Linked DNA regions of Mus musculus: region 1 is linked to region 2. The links are chromatin contacts, called in public Hi-C maps. All regions are on one chromosome and are shown on one strand. Each heading gives the region's core, a stretch centred on a gene start, on an enhancer-like site or on the middle of the called end of the contact. The rest is flanking DNA. Distances are from core to core; before and after follow the strand shown.

Region 1 (7,544 bases), core at 4,340-6,839, 160 kb before region 2:
TCTCCCTGAGGCCAGACTCAGCAGTTCTCTGTTGTACAGGTGTTGGGGGCCTCATATCAGCTGATGTATGCTGCTTGGTTGGAGGCTCAGTAGCTGAGAGACCTTGGGTGTCCAGGTTAGTTGAGACTGCTGTTCTTCCTATGGGGTCCCCCTCTTTCTTGTAGCTTGCATTCTTTATCGAAAAGAGAGGCTCAGAAGCAGGGGAGGGAATAGAAGAGGGCAAAAGGGCCTTAGGACCACAATACTGCACTAAATTGTTAAAAAGAAAAAAAAAACTTCTTTAAAAAGTGCCTAAAAAGTGTTAAAAATGGCTAAACACTATGAATTTATCAAGATACAAAGCTAGAGAAACAGTCGTGGAGGGATTTGTGTTGAGACATCACAGGTCAGTAGCCCCAGCCCAAGGAGAAAGAAAACATGTAGAGGCAACCAAAGAAAACTGATACCCTGCTTTGGGGGGAAACCAACTTGAGCAACGATATGTGTTCTGGAGCCATGACCATGAGAAGGAAGTGTATACCCATTTTCAAATGCTAGAGAAAAAGAACTGTTACCCTCCAGCTTTTAATAATATCCACAAAATCTACCCTCAAGAATGAAAAGGAAACAAAGATACTCTCAGGCGAAGGGAAACTAAGTCTTAGTCACCAGCAGATCTACTCTGAAGGAATGGCTACAGAATGCACATGTTTGATCAACCTCTTCAAACTGGACCAACCAACCAATCATCAATCAATCAATCAATCATCAATCTCAAACAAGGTAAGAACTGTCACAAGGGTGTCTACAGACAGCAACACCAGTAAAGGAATATTATCAGTGACTGCATGGATGCATGGCTGGCTAAACATATCAAAATCAGTTAGTGTCATCTACCATATTGACAGGACCAAAAAAAAGCACACAAATAAATCAACTGATACAGAAGATGAATCTGACAGAATTCAGCACGTGCCACAAGAGCCAGGAATATCACCGCTCACCCTCAGTTTGATACAGAGCATCAAATAAATACTGTTGGCAGCTAGCAATGTAGCTGATGGAGAAAGATTTGTCTCGCTCCCGGTGCAATCATGAAGAAGGGGTGAGAACGCTGAACCAGTTCTTGTTAATTCAGTGGTGGGTTTTCTAGACAATATGATAGGAGAATAAAAGTCTCAGGGGTCGAACGGAGGAAATAAAACTGTCCCGCAGATGACACTATAGCCTATATAGAAAAGCCTGAAGACTCTACCCAAAACCTTGTTAGTGAATTTGGCAAAGTTGCAGGATATAATACCCACATAAAAATGAAGTGGATTGACCTAGTTATGAACACAGAAATTAAAAACACATTATCACTTACAGTAGCTCAAAAAATGAAACCCTTATGTCCAAATCTAAACAAGTGCAGAGCCATGGGTTAAACTGTTCAATACTGATAAAGAAATGAAAGAGCTAAATAGATGTAAATGCCTGCTATGCTTATGAGCAAGGATACTTAAAAAACCAGAAATGCCCATTTTCTCATATTAATGTACAGGTTCAATGAGATCCCTGTCAAATTTCATAAAGACCTTCCTCCCTCCTTTCTCTTTCTTTGTTTCTTCCTTCCTTCCTTCCTTCCTTCCTTCCTTCCTTCCTTCCTTCCTTCCTTCCTTCCTTCCTTCCTTCCTTCCTTTCTCTCTCTCCTTCCTCCCTTTCCTCTCCTCTCCTCTCCTCTCCTCTCCTCTCCTCTCCTCTCCTCTCCTCTCCTCTCCTCTCCTCTCCTCTCCTCTCCTCTCCTCCCCTCCCTTCCCTCTTCTTTCTCCCCTTCCTTCCTTCCTTCCTTCCTTCCTTCCTTCCTTCCTTCCTTCCTTCCTTCCTTCCTTCCTCTCTCTTTCTCTCTCTTTCTTTCTTTCTTTCTTTCTTTCTTTCTTTCTTTCTTTCTTTCTTTCTTTCTTTCTTTCTTTCTCTCTTTCTTCTGACAATATGTCTCTATTATGAAGCTCTGGGTGTCCTGGAAATCCCTATATAGCCTAGACTGGCCTTGAACTCACAGAGATCCACCTGCCTCTGCCTCCCAAGAGCTAGGATTAGAGGTACATGCCACCATGTCTGGCTGACTATAAAGACTTTTATAAGTGTAAATAAAACTATTTCTACATTTCTATGGCAGATACAGGAGCAAGAACATCTAAAATGATTTTTTGAAAAGAATAGTGTTTTAGTCTTCTCAAAGACTCATACAGGTACAGCCAGCAAGACACATTCTGTCAGGCTAACAATCAAGAGGTAGGGATGAGTAAAACGGAATGAGGAGCCCCAGGAGATGCCTACTCTAGCTGCAAGAGCAGTATGACAGAGGAGGGGCCATCTTTTGGACAATAATCTGGGTATGTTCACAAACACTGACAGGGTGAATTTTGACCCAAGTTTAACTATTTATATAAAAACAGATCCTGGGCTTAAATGTAAACCAGTGGGAAATAGTGAAGAAAAATATTTACAAGGAAGAACTCTGAAGAAGGTATCTGGGATTATACATGAGGCGAGGGGTGGCTCTGAAGACCGGTGGAAGTAGAATAATAAGTCAAACTCAATAAAACTGCATTCCTGTGTACCACCTGATTGGAGTGGACCTGCATACTATGCACAAGCCATCCAGTGGTGGAAAATTCTTTTAAAAGTTGTAATCATGAACACTTTTGAGTTGGATAGATTTATGGGTCTGGCTGTAATGTTTGTTTTCCACGCACAAACACATCATACTTTGATCATGTGACTCTTTCCACTGTCCTCCCATTTCTCTCCTGGCTCCTTCTCTGCTTCTCTAGTGGTCCTTTAGGAGAAGTTATTGAAAGCCATCCATCTCATAAGGGACAATGCTCTCCAAACCCAAAGCTTAAAAAACACAAATCAATTAAAACTTGGGCAAAGTCACAAAGAGACACACAGGAGATGGGGTTCAGTGTCATTACTCACCCCTAAAATGAAAATGAGATCCACGTGACACAGCACTGCATCCTTACCAAAACTGGATCAAATATACAGCAGTGGCAACAACAGATGTGGGTCACTCATGAAGCCATATAATGTTAACTGGCTTATTAAAAACGCTAAGTGTCCAACCATCATGCAACCTTGTCCTTGACCTCCTGGAATTTAGTTTAGACGAAGAACTCAAAACTCTTTACAGGAATGTTTATATGAGTTTGGTTTATTAAAGCCCCCAGATTGGAATCAATCTAGTGATCCATCCATGACTGATGTCTGAACGAACTATGGGATCCATAGCATGGAACAGAGGAAAAAGAAGTCAACTCAAGAAAGGGCCATACAGTATGAGTCTCCTTACGGGAGATGAAACCTTCAGAGGAACCAAGAGGAGACTAGTGGCTGCCAGAGGGAGAGAGGGGACAGGTTGAGAGGTGTTTGGACATCCAGGGCAACCTGGATGATACTAGTGGTGAGGGAAGATGTTTGCATGTTTCCTATGATGTCAACCCTGCTTATGGAATTCTAGTAAGGTTTTCCAAGATGGAACTGTGGGAGGCAGGAAGGGAAACCAGAGAACTGGAGAAAGGATATATTTTCGTGTTGACACATGCTACGTTTGTAGCTCCATGTGCTTTACAGAATCTTAAGATGGAAGTTTGGTTCAGAACCATTGCACTTGCAGACAATCTAGGCATGTCTGGTCTACAGCTGCATGCGTCTGAAGGGAGGGATGAATAGTGCAAAACACGGAAAATCATAAACTCACTCGAAACACTACACACCACGCATACACGCACACACATGCACACACGCACACACGAGTTGTACAGGTCCATGCACATAAAGTTGATCATAGGTCTTGCATGTAAATTTTGTACATGCATGTAAACACATGGTGTTGCTATGTGGTTGGACACGTCCAACAGAGATAGTACAAGCTACCAAAAAACATCTGACATTGATAATTTTGTGCCGGAGTAAGTAGACTCATGTTACTTTCCAATATTTCAAACTTTGGTCCTAGTGAATTGGGGTCTCTGTGTATAGCAGGGGTGATGTTAAGGATCTGCTGTCAGGAGTGGATTCGCGGACCTGGTTAGCACATTGTGCTGACCCTGAATCAGTTTCCTCTTCAGAGTTGGTCAATGCTGCAGTAGATAGAAGTCAAGGAAGGCAGGAGGAGAGAGGACAGGGCTGGCATTCCCTGATTATTCTTCTCCATGTCTTTGGTAAGGCAAGTGACTCTTAATGACCAGACTGGTTCCCTGAACACTGTCCCTTTCTTGCCTACATGGCACTGGCTGTTAAGACACAAGAAAACCAGAGGTAGCCACAGGAAAAGGCATTTGAAAGGCAACACTGAATGTAGGTGAAGGCACACACACCCACTGTATTTTCCCTCAGCTTTAGCTGTACAGACTTGGTGGTTTTGAAACTCAGAGGAGTAAGCTCTCATTCATCCCAGCAACAACAAAACAGTTTCTAGGAAATGCAGAGTTGTCTACTTCACAGATTTTGAACACGAGCTGTAACTGCCCATAGTACAAGGCAGGGACACACTTTCAAAGCTTTGTGAGCAAAACAGAAATGTGATCTGTGAATACACTATCACTTGAATAGAAACAGTATTTAAATGTCCACATGCATTCCGACTCAATCAATTAAGTACAAAGAGAATAATAACTAGTCTTGCTGGCTTTCCCAGTTATGCCCTTTGGGGTTGAAAAGATGAGTTCTATTCACCTGTATTAATTTCATGTTGAGGTAAATTATACTAATTTCTTGTGCTTTGGGCCATAGAGAATGAAAAAGAGAATTGTCTTAGGGTTTTTATTGCTGTGACAAAACACCATGACCAAGAGCAGGCTGGGAAGGAAAGGGTTGATTTTGCTCCCACCTTCACATCATAGTTCATCATTGAAGGAAGTCAAGACAGGAAGTCAAACAGGATGGAAACCTGGGGTAGGAGCTGATGCAGAGGCCATGGATGGGTGCTGCTTACTGCCTTGCTCACTATGGCTTACACAGTCCTCCTCCTCCTCCTCCTCCTCCTCCTCCTCCTCCTCCTCCTCCTCCTCCTCCTCCTCCTTCTTCTTCTTCTTCTTCTTCTTTTTTATAGCAATCAGGACCACCAGCCCATGGGTAGCATCATCCACCAATGAGGTGGACCATCCTACATCAATAATTAATTAAGAAAATGGTTGCCTGAAGCCCAGTCTTCCAGAGGCATTTTCCCAGTTGAGAGTCCCTCTTGCCAAAATGACTCTAGCTTGTGTCAAGCTGACCTAAAACTAGCCAGGACAATAACATTCACCTGTTGAATATGGATTAACCTCTCCGCAAGGCATCACTGAAGAGCCTTTTACTAACACATGAAAAGGGACAAAGCTTTCTGGTTAAAATGTTCTTTGCTGTGGTAGCAGCAGAATTAAAGACTGTACACTACTGAAGCAGAAAATTCCAAGATCACAATGAGTAAAGCCCACGAAACGCAAGTGCTGTGGAGCCCCGAGGGGAGAGAATTAATGCACAAAGCTCCTCTTTCAGGGGGCCAGGCTAGACTATTAAGACTCACTCTGTCCTTCCCTCTTCTGACCCCGGGAGCCCTCCTCTTCTGCTGTCTTCATGAACCGGCCTTTGTCTCCCCTCTAATGAAAGAGGCGCTTATGTTCTGTCCTGCTCTCTCTGGTGCCCAATAGAAGCCCAGTGGTGGGAAAAAATAACTGTAGGTCTAGAGGAAGACTGGAGTGTTTCCAAGGTGACGCACTCTGGTTTCCAGGACATCGCTGGAGTGTCAGTTCCAGAAAGCGCCTGAAGGGGGTGGTGCATACTGAAGAATTAGCAGTGGTTGGTGCAGCCACAGAGGAACCTTCAGGGAAAAATGCAGGGTAATTTTCTCACTCAGTTTAAAAAAAAATGTTTGTTTCATGGGTGATTTCATGAAAGAGTCAGAGGACATTAGGAACTTGAGTTTCTGTGATTATCTTTTCTAAGGCTTCCATTCGTCACATGAGGATTAAGCCTTACAGATAAGGAGTTAAACCACAAAGCTTTGGGTTTAAGTAGCTCCTGAGCAGAGTTGATGCCCAGGCTGAGATAGGGTGACCACCTGCTGTGCCGCAGAAGACTTCTAACTAGCAATGGCCAGCTTTGCTGAAAAGATAAGCATCCAATGGTAAAACAGCCCCAGACTCTCTCCCACTCCCGAAATAACATTTCTATGGTTCAGGACAAAAAATGGCCAACAGCCTTCAGAGGAAGACACAAAATTGAAAGTAGATAGAAGTATGAACGCAGTGCTGTGTTTTATTGTTTTACCATGGGGTCTGATGTAAAAGCAGCAAAGGTTTTCTTATTGCTCTCTGTCTCTGTCTCTGTCTCTGTCTCTGTCTCTGTCTCTCTCTGTGTGTCTCTGACTCCCTTCTTCCTCCCTCTCCTCCTCCTCCTCTTCCTTCTCCTCCTCCCCCTTCTCCCCCCCCCCAACCATCTCTATGTTAGGAATTCTGGCTATGTAGTCATGGTTGGCCTGGCAGTCACCCTCCCTTGTTCTCTCTCAGAATCATGTCCTATTCTTCAGTTGCTATCGTTATTCTCTCTCTCTTCTCTCTCTTACTTTCTCTCTCTCTTTTTCTCTCTCTACACACAAACACAATTTATATATTTATTTCCCTGGCATCTCTTCATTGGCCTATGTACAATTCATTTTTATAGTTTCTAAATATTTGTGGACTTTCCTATTTCTATTATTTAATTAAAGGGCAATTCTGTTGATCAGGACATATATACTGTATGTCTTAAATTATATATATTTATCATATATACATATAGTTATATGTACACACAAAGAGTGTTTAAATATATAAATATGTCCTGCTCAGTCTGTATACTGCTATTTGTGTATACGTGGTTTCAGGGCTGGTCACTAGTATTGATCACTTATTGGGGGTTCATCCCTGAAGAAGACATCTTCCTGGTCTCAGTATTTCTTAGGTTCCCCATGACATCCAGCATTTCAGTTGGTGCTGTACTTTTTCAGGTCTGGTTTAGGCCACCATGTTGTTTGGGTTCCATGAATGTAGCTTCCCTGTGGTTCCTTGGAGACACAATGTCACTGCAGTTTTCCTGATCCTTTGGCTCTTGCAATCTTCCAATCCCTTCTCCCACAGTGTTCCCTGAGTCTTAGGTGCAGGCACTGTGTTGTGGGCATCTGTCCTCATGCCCACAGATGAGTGTAGCTCCCAACCCTCATAGAAGTAACTTCTCTTTACCTCAGAAGGAAACCCTTAAGGGAACCACCAGCAGTCAACCGCAAGAGCAAGTGTAGATACCCAGCCCTTGCTGCCAAATCTCCTCAGTGGGCGCACTGACATGCAGCCCGAACTCTCCTCTTAGAACGGCCTATCTGTATTCAGAAAGTTCTGGCAAGTCTGGCTTTCATTTAATTCTAGCAGTTATAACATTTCCTTCCCGACTTCTTCAAATCTACGTTTGTCATTCAACAGAGATTGCCCCGTCTCCAAGAATTTGTGGAGTGTCTGCTATTTTCCTTGCTATTGACCTCTGGTTTTGTTCCTTTGTCTTTGTTT
Region 2 (7,119 bases), core at 3,405-5,904:
ATTGAACAGACCACTCTAAGTTATCATTTCCAGACCAGATTGAAAGGAAATTAAAAAAAAAAAAAGATCCACTAACAACCCTAAATAGAATAACCAGAGGAGGATGCCGATGAGGGCTACCGTGCACCAGGCATTGTTCCAGGGACCTCAGATGCATTTGGTCATTAGCACTGGTAATGTTTTGGAGGACACAGTCACCCTTTGCTCTGTTACAGACAGAGACTGAGCTAGGAGGAGGGACATGTCCACAGCAAAGCTGCAGGCAGTTCTTAAAACCTGGGATAAACATAGGCAAACTGGCTCCAGGCAGTAGGTTCTCACCCAGTCTTCTGAGTTATGCCATGTGTTTACCAGAAAAAAAATATGGCCTTTTTATGGGATAGAATTCCATTTTTAGATGGAAGGAATTTCAGAGAAAAAGGAAGGTTGTTACCTAATCTAAGCAGGACCTTGAAGTCCAAGGTTAATATGGTGTTATTGTCTTCTTGGATGTGGCATGAGTTTGCAACAAGTTGACAAAGACCCTCACAGTCCTGGTCATTCCAGTAAGGTCTTTAGGTCAATTTGCTGCTTCGGAATCAGAAGCTAGAAGCCTTCAATCCAGCTAAGGTTACAATCGAAAGTCAAAGAAAGCTACATTTGGAGTTTTCTACCGTAAAGAGAGTGGAAGGGCTCTGACAAGCCACCTTGTGTCCTGGTATGGTGTTTGGAAGACAGAAAGAAGCACTATCCATTCTCAATACTCTTCTCTCCGTGGGGAGGAAAAAGCCACCCAAACATATTCTATCCATATGGTATGTGTATGTGCTTATGTGTGCTTGTGTGGAGATGTGTGCACGAGTGTGTGAGTATGTATGTGTTTGTGTGTGTGTATGTGTGAAGGTCTTGGGTATTGTTCCTCAAGAGCCATCCACCTTGTCTTTTAGACAGTCTCCATTGGACTGGGGGCTTGCTGACTATAGTAGGATGGCTGGCTAGTGTGGCCCGGGGATCCACCTGTCTCTGCATCTCTAGTGCTGAGATTACAAACGGATGTCCTTACTTCCAGCTTTTTTTACAGGCACATTGGGGATTGAGTTCAGTTTCTCACACTTATGTGACAAGCATATTACTGACTGGGCTATCTCCCTAGCCTACCCCATATGTATATTTTAGCAGGAGAAACCCAAATATTTTGTTCTCTCAGATGAACATCAAATTCTGTGTGATGACTCTTCACTGTCTACCATGGCACTGCCCTATGTTATTCCACAGAGAGTTTCTCAGAAAACATTGTGTGAGACACTCTACAGATAATATTTGCATACATTCTTTCATCCCTTAGAATAGACTGTTTAGAAGTAGAATTCCATTCTTTATGTGACATTCGGGAGCCTGGATTCTTGTCACATAAATTACCAGCTCACCTTAGGAAGTGCACAAAGCTGGCCATCTCTCCAGCATTTGAATGTGAGGATTTTCTGGGTATCACATTGGCCAGAAGAAAACAAAATATGGCCAGTTTTACAGGGACATGAGGATTGGTTGGCTTCATTTAGGGTTTATTGATTTTTGTTGAATATATAATTTGATGTTTTATGAATTTTGTGCTTCTGAACATCTCTTTCCTCCAGTCTTACTGATGTGTATGAAGTCCAGTGCTATTGGTGACAACACATAAAATATTTTTTACTTGTAGGCATTACTATGCCTGGCACTGTGTTAATTAAGCCCCTTGCTCTCAGAGACAAAGAGTGTCTTTTCCCATGTGGTTTGCGTTTTAAAATACTCTTGTATGAAATCATCACTCCTATTTCTTGAGGCCATTTTTGGAGCAATCTGTTTTAGAAGCCTGAATTAGTTCATTTTTAGCATTTAACATCTTGAGAGGAGGACTGAGGTGCAGAGCCTGTGTAGGCTGCCCCTGGTGAGCAGCTTGGTGCTTCTCCTACATTAACAAGGTGACTGAGTCTCACCATGACAGGGTCATAAACGCAGGCATCACGCTGGACACTATGGTCTTTGGTACAAGTGGTGACCTTAGAATTAAGGTTCCTACGTCTTCCAGGAATCCCAAAGGACAGAAGGATGATGGTGGGCATGCTTAGGGGACTGAAACTGTCTTGCAGTTTCACACACTAATGAAGTGTGTGAAGTGGGCAGGGAACTCTCGGGCGTTTAATCATCTAAGCATCTGTGAACAAAAACTCCGCACTGTGGTCCAGGAAGAGCAGCAAGACTTACCTTTCCTTGAAGTACCCTGAAATGGAGACACTGGATACAGTTTTAGAAAAGGCCCACCCTGTTGTCACAGTTGTGCCAAACTTGCCTAGATGTCTCCCCTCTTAGCATCTGATCATGGGACCAGGTCCTTGTCACTACTGTTTCCTCTGTCACCTGTCCTTTTCTTGTTTTCCAAAGTGACCAGTAGGATGGCAATTACTATGCTGAGCTCACGGGCTACTCCGTCACCTAATCTCCATCCCCACCTGCTCCTTTACTCCACAGAGTTTTGAGAAGAGTGTTGTTCAGTTTCCACGTGAGTGTTGGCTTTCTGTTATTTTTTTTGTTATTGAAGATGAGCCTTAGTGCATGGTGATCTGATAGGATACATGGGACAATTTCAATATTTTTGAATCTGTTGAGGCCTGTTTTGTGACCTATTATGTGGTCAATTTTGGAGAAGGTACCATGAGGTGCTGAGAAGAAGGTATATCCTTTTGTTTTAGGATAAAATGTTCTGTAGATATCTGTCAGATCCATTTGTTTCATCACTTCTGTTAGTTTCAGTGTGTCCCTGTTTAGTTTCTGTTTCCATGATCTGTCCATTGGTGAAAGTGGTGTGTTGAAGTCTCCCACTATTATTGTGTGAGGTGCAATGTGTACTTTGAGCTTTACTAAAGTTTCTTTAATGAATGTGGCTGCCCTTGTATTTGGAGCATAGATATTCAGAATTGAGAGTTCCTCTTGGAGGATTTTACCTTTGATGAGAACGAAGTGCCCCTCCTTGTCTTTTTTGATGACTTTGGGTTGGAAGTCAATCTTATCAGATATTAGGATGGCTACTCCAGCTTGTTTCTTCATACCATTTGCTTGGAAAATTGTTTTCCAGCCTTTTATTCTGAGGTAGTGTCTATCTTTTTCTCTGAGATGTGTCTCCTGTAAACAGCAAAATGTTGGGTCTTGTTTGTGTAGCCAGTTTGTTAGTCTATGTCTTTATTGGGGAGTTGAGACCATTGATGTTAAGAGATATTAAGGAAAAGTAATTGTTGCTTCCTGTTATTTTTGTTGTTAAAGTTGGCATTCTGTTCTTGTGGCTGTCTTCTTTTAGGTTTGTTGAGGGATTACCTTCTTGTTTTTTCTAGGGCATTCCTTGTAACAAATATCCTGTTGTCTGAACTCACTTTGACTTCACAGTATCCAGCCCGCAGTCACTATGTTGCTTTGCATGAATAGCAAGTACCCATGCTCCAGGCTTGGGAGGTAGCATTAAACACAGAAGAACAGCCTTTTCGTTTCGTTGGCTTGGTCCCACTATGCTAATGAAAATTCAGGAAGAAACTCTTCATAGGGCCTATCCTACACACTTGGAGGATGTGCCTGGAAATAAGAAGCCACCTGCTTTCTCTGTGAGCACATGTCCCCTTTGAGGACCAAAGCTGGGATGAGAAACTATTCGAGTCATTTATGAGGATGGGCATGCCGGGGAATGAGTTAGCACACATGTTAAATCTACATTCCCGGGCTCTGTTCCAGATGGTCTCAATCGGGCCAGGCAGATCCTGAGAGTCTGTGTTTATCATTAAGTAATCAATTGATTTTTGATTAATCTATACTTATGTAGGAGGTAATTCTATTGCAACCCTTCTGGTATGGGAAATGATGTCTTGGGGCAGAATTGGAAGAGTCATTTGTTTCAGCTCAAATCATCTAAAGATCCCAAGAATCCTTCTGAATCCTTCTGCCCACATAGCTGAACAGCAGCTTAATAGAATTATGTTTTTTGAAATAATGTGTAATAAAGAAGTGTTATTTTTAAATGCAAATTAATTATTATAACAGCTAAGCTCCGTTAAGGAAGCCTAGGTTTTTTTTTTTTTTTTTTTACAGTACAGCTGATAAACATGATCCCAGTCAGGCCGTGCTTCTCCTGGCTTCCTGCCTTCTATTGGAGCACATCTCATTCAGCATTTGCTAGGTTGATAGTCTATGTCTTCTACCCTGTGCAGCATGGGCATGTGTCCTCAGGTTCTTCTCTGCATGCCCTTTCCATCTTACCTCTTGAAGTATTTTCTTACCTGCACTTTTCTCATAATGAAATCTGCCATGAAACACCCCAGACACCCACTCGTAGGCCTGTTACAGAAGTGGAAAGGTTGCCTGAGAGTGTGCAGAAATTACTTTCAAGGCTTTTTTTTTTTTTTTGACCTATCCACATGGCTGGATCAAAAAAAAAATGTTGGTTCCCATTTTGCAAGGCCAACATGAGACAGAGGTTGTCACAGCATCTTAAGGTGCTAGTATAGTGAACAGATAAGTCCCAGACCCAGAAATTCATGACATTCCACCTCCCACGGACTGCAAGAGTTACAAAGTTCTTCTGCACATCCCGCCCCCTTGCAGAGTCCTAGCCAATCACAGAAACAAAAAGTGCTCATATGCATTGTCTGCACCTCGTGGCAGATGGGAACAACCCCCACAAGGCTTGTGCCAGAATGAAGCTGCGATATCTGCCCCCAGGATAGAATGCTGAAGAAACACCCTAGGGAACAGCTCAGGCCTTGCTGTCACCAGGAAGCCATATCCTCTACTTCCTGTCCTTCCAGTGTGACCGAAAGGGAGTGGCTGATGACAAGGTGAAGTGCTGAAAGTGAAAAACGGAAGTGGAGACAAGGGCCACATTCACAGGAGATGGGTCTTGCATCTGACAAGTCTGTCTTATGGCTAAAAATAGATCCGAGGGCATCTGAAATCTTCTAGAAATGGCTCACCTTACCCCTAAACCACTCACTGCATAATGATTTGAGCACTCGATGCTAGGCAGTAACTGGCTAGAAACAGAACAACTGCTACCCAGATCGCTAGAAATAAAACCAGAAGAAACACACAGCTAAGATGCAGCATGGAAGGCAGGCATTACATAGTGGATGCAGCTAATTCTTATCATGGGGGTGGGGGTGGGGCAGCATTCAGAGAGCACACTGGTGATGGGACTGAAGGGGATGGAAGTTCAGGATGTGACATGCTGTCCACATGGTTTCTACCACTTACAGAAACATGTTCAATCTCTTTAGACTCAACTGTAACACATTTGACCTTGAAGTTAATATTTGATGGGGCTGATTTTTTCCATTTCAGAGGCTACCTATATTCTTTGTGGCATCACCTTCCTTATTCCATCATGTGTTCACTGAACCAGGAGCTGAGGGAGAAAAATGACAGGACATTTCAGATGGTTTCTACTACTGTGAGAAATATAGTCTGGGAGAAAAATAGAAATGAACGACACAGTCATCAAAGTCATAGAGTAGTCAAATGTTAGGTCAATGGGTTAGGTGATGGGTTAGGTGATGTTTCATCCATATCTTGACTCCATCTACCCTCAAGACCTCATGCCCACTAATGAGCTTGAGGGCTCTTTTCTCGTAACCTTTTTGGGTAAATTCATAGGCAATTCAGATATCAAGGTTGATTCATTCAAAACTTGTTAAGGAATAGTCTCTTGTTGGTCCTCATTATTCATGTCAGTTATCCTCTTTGGGTTTGCATCTGGGAGCAGGAAAAAAAAATAACCCAGCATGCATCTGGGCAGAAGTCTACTCTTCATGGGTGCTTTTGTTTCTGTTTTGAAAGTTTGCCCTCAAGGTAGCTGGGTCGATATTGGTCTTTTGTGTCCAGAGGCTTCTGAGAGAGGGTTCAGGGACATGGTGGATGGATGGGCCTTCTTGTAGACCCCTCTTTGTTGGTCATCCATTTTCTATTCATACAGAATTGAGGGACATGTGGAAGGATCGTGATGGATCTCAGCCTTTCAGCCTCAGAGGCTTTTTGCCTTCTGTGTCACTACCTTCCTTAGTGTGCAATGAACATAGAGACTCAACACTGATGCACTCATCCAGCTGACTGTCTTCTTGAAGGAGAAAAAACCTTCCCTTTAGTCTTTTACAGACGCACCGTATCAGCAGGTTGCTGTGCCGCTGTCCACTGGCAGCCGCTCGAAGCAGTCAAGTGGCCTCTTAAGCATTAATTGATCAGTTTGAATGACGGTACATGCATTTACTTTGCATCTTTGCAACTCCTGCTTATATAATACCGATTTTACACATCCAGATTTAGCCACCCAACGTGTCCATCTCTGAGATGTAGTGTTAAATTAGAAGTCACCAAATTTGGCAGTGCAAATCAGTTTTGCCCAAAGTGATGGGCTGTATCCACAACATTCACATATTAAACCTGATACCTTGTATGTCTAGGAGACCCCCAGACACTAAGGCAGAGCCAACATATTTCTATTTGATATGAGAGTCTAGAAAGGGACACATATCATGGGCACTGAAACAGATGCCTTCACTATCATCTGGCTCTGACATATTTACTAGCCAAGCTCCTTGTAACAGACTTTTTTTGACTTTCTATACTGAGGTTTCCTGAAATGTACAGTATGAAGAATATTGGGCTGTTTTTATACACACAGGAATTGTTGCAAAGAATTGTTGCTAGTGTGTGGTAGATGTCTCACAGTGGGTCTGAAACAACAAATCTTATGTTGGAGATAATGCAGGTCTGCGAATGGTTTATTTCTCAACACAGTGTCTCTTTACGTCAGGCAGATTGGTATCAAACAGTTGGCACTCCTGCCTCAGCTTCCTGAGGGCTGAGCTCATAGGAATGCATCATTATAACTTGATTGAAGGTTTTCATAACAACACAGGAACTTTGCAGATACAAAGGTCCACGATTTGGGGTGCATCCAATCGCTAGACATTCTCATTTAATAAGGTGGGTGGTCATTCACAGATGCCTGTGCAGCCTCAGATAGGAGAGTCAGTTTGAGGGAAAACGCAGCCGGGCACAGGGAGAAGAAGAGAGAAGAATATCTCTGAGCTCCAAGGGCTTTTAAGGAGCAGCACTCATGAGAAC

Evidence for each region. Hi-C and Micro-C count contacts between places; a contact is called where the count stands out from the background.
Region 1: a Hi-C map of cerebral cortex shows a contact between it and region 2, with 3 times the contacts expected there. The contact joins two enhancer-like sites. A contact is called at or near these places in 2 of 484 Hi-C or Micro-C datasets (cerebral cortex and cortical neurons) and 1 of 9 other capture datasets (embryonic stem cells).

What each region holds. Positions count from the first base shown.
Region 1 is chr17:70,631,881-70,639,424 of GRCm38.p6, reverse strand. All of the region lies in intron 3 of Dlgap1 (DLG associated protein 1), which reads right to left. Among named protein-coding and RNA genes, the nearest start is that of Gm46581, 29 kb to the right of the region's middle. Within about 2 kb of position 5,589, at least 44 of the 459 cell types and tissues checked have an H3K27ac peak or open chromatin away from gene starts, as enhancers often do. A contact at or near this core is called in cerebral cortex, where this site is marked.
Region 2 is chr17:70,468,801-70,475,919 of GRCm38.p6, reverse strand. All of the region lies in intron 1 of Dlgap1 (DLG associated protein 1), which reads right to left. Among named protein-coding and RNA genes, the nearest start is that of Dlgap1, 48 kb to the right of the region's middle. Within about 2 kb of position 4,654, at least 7 of the 459 cell types and tissues checked have an H3K27ac peak or open chromatin away from gene starts, as enhancers often do. A contact at or near this core is called in cerebral cortex, where this site is marked.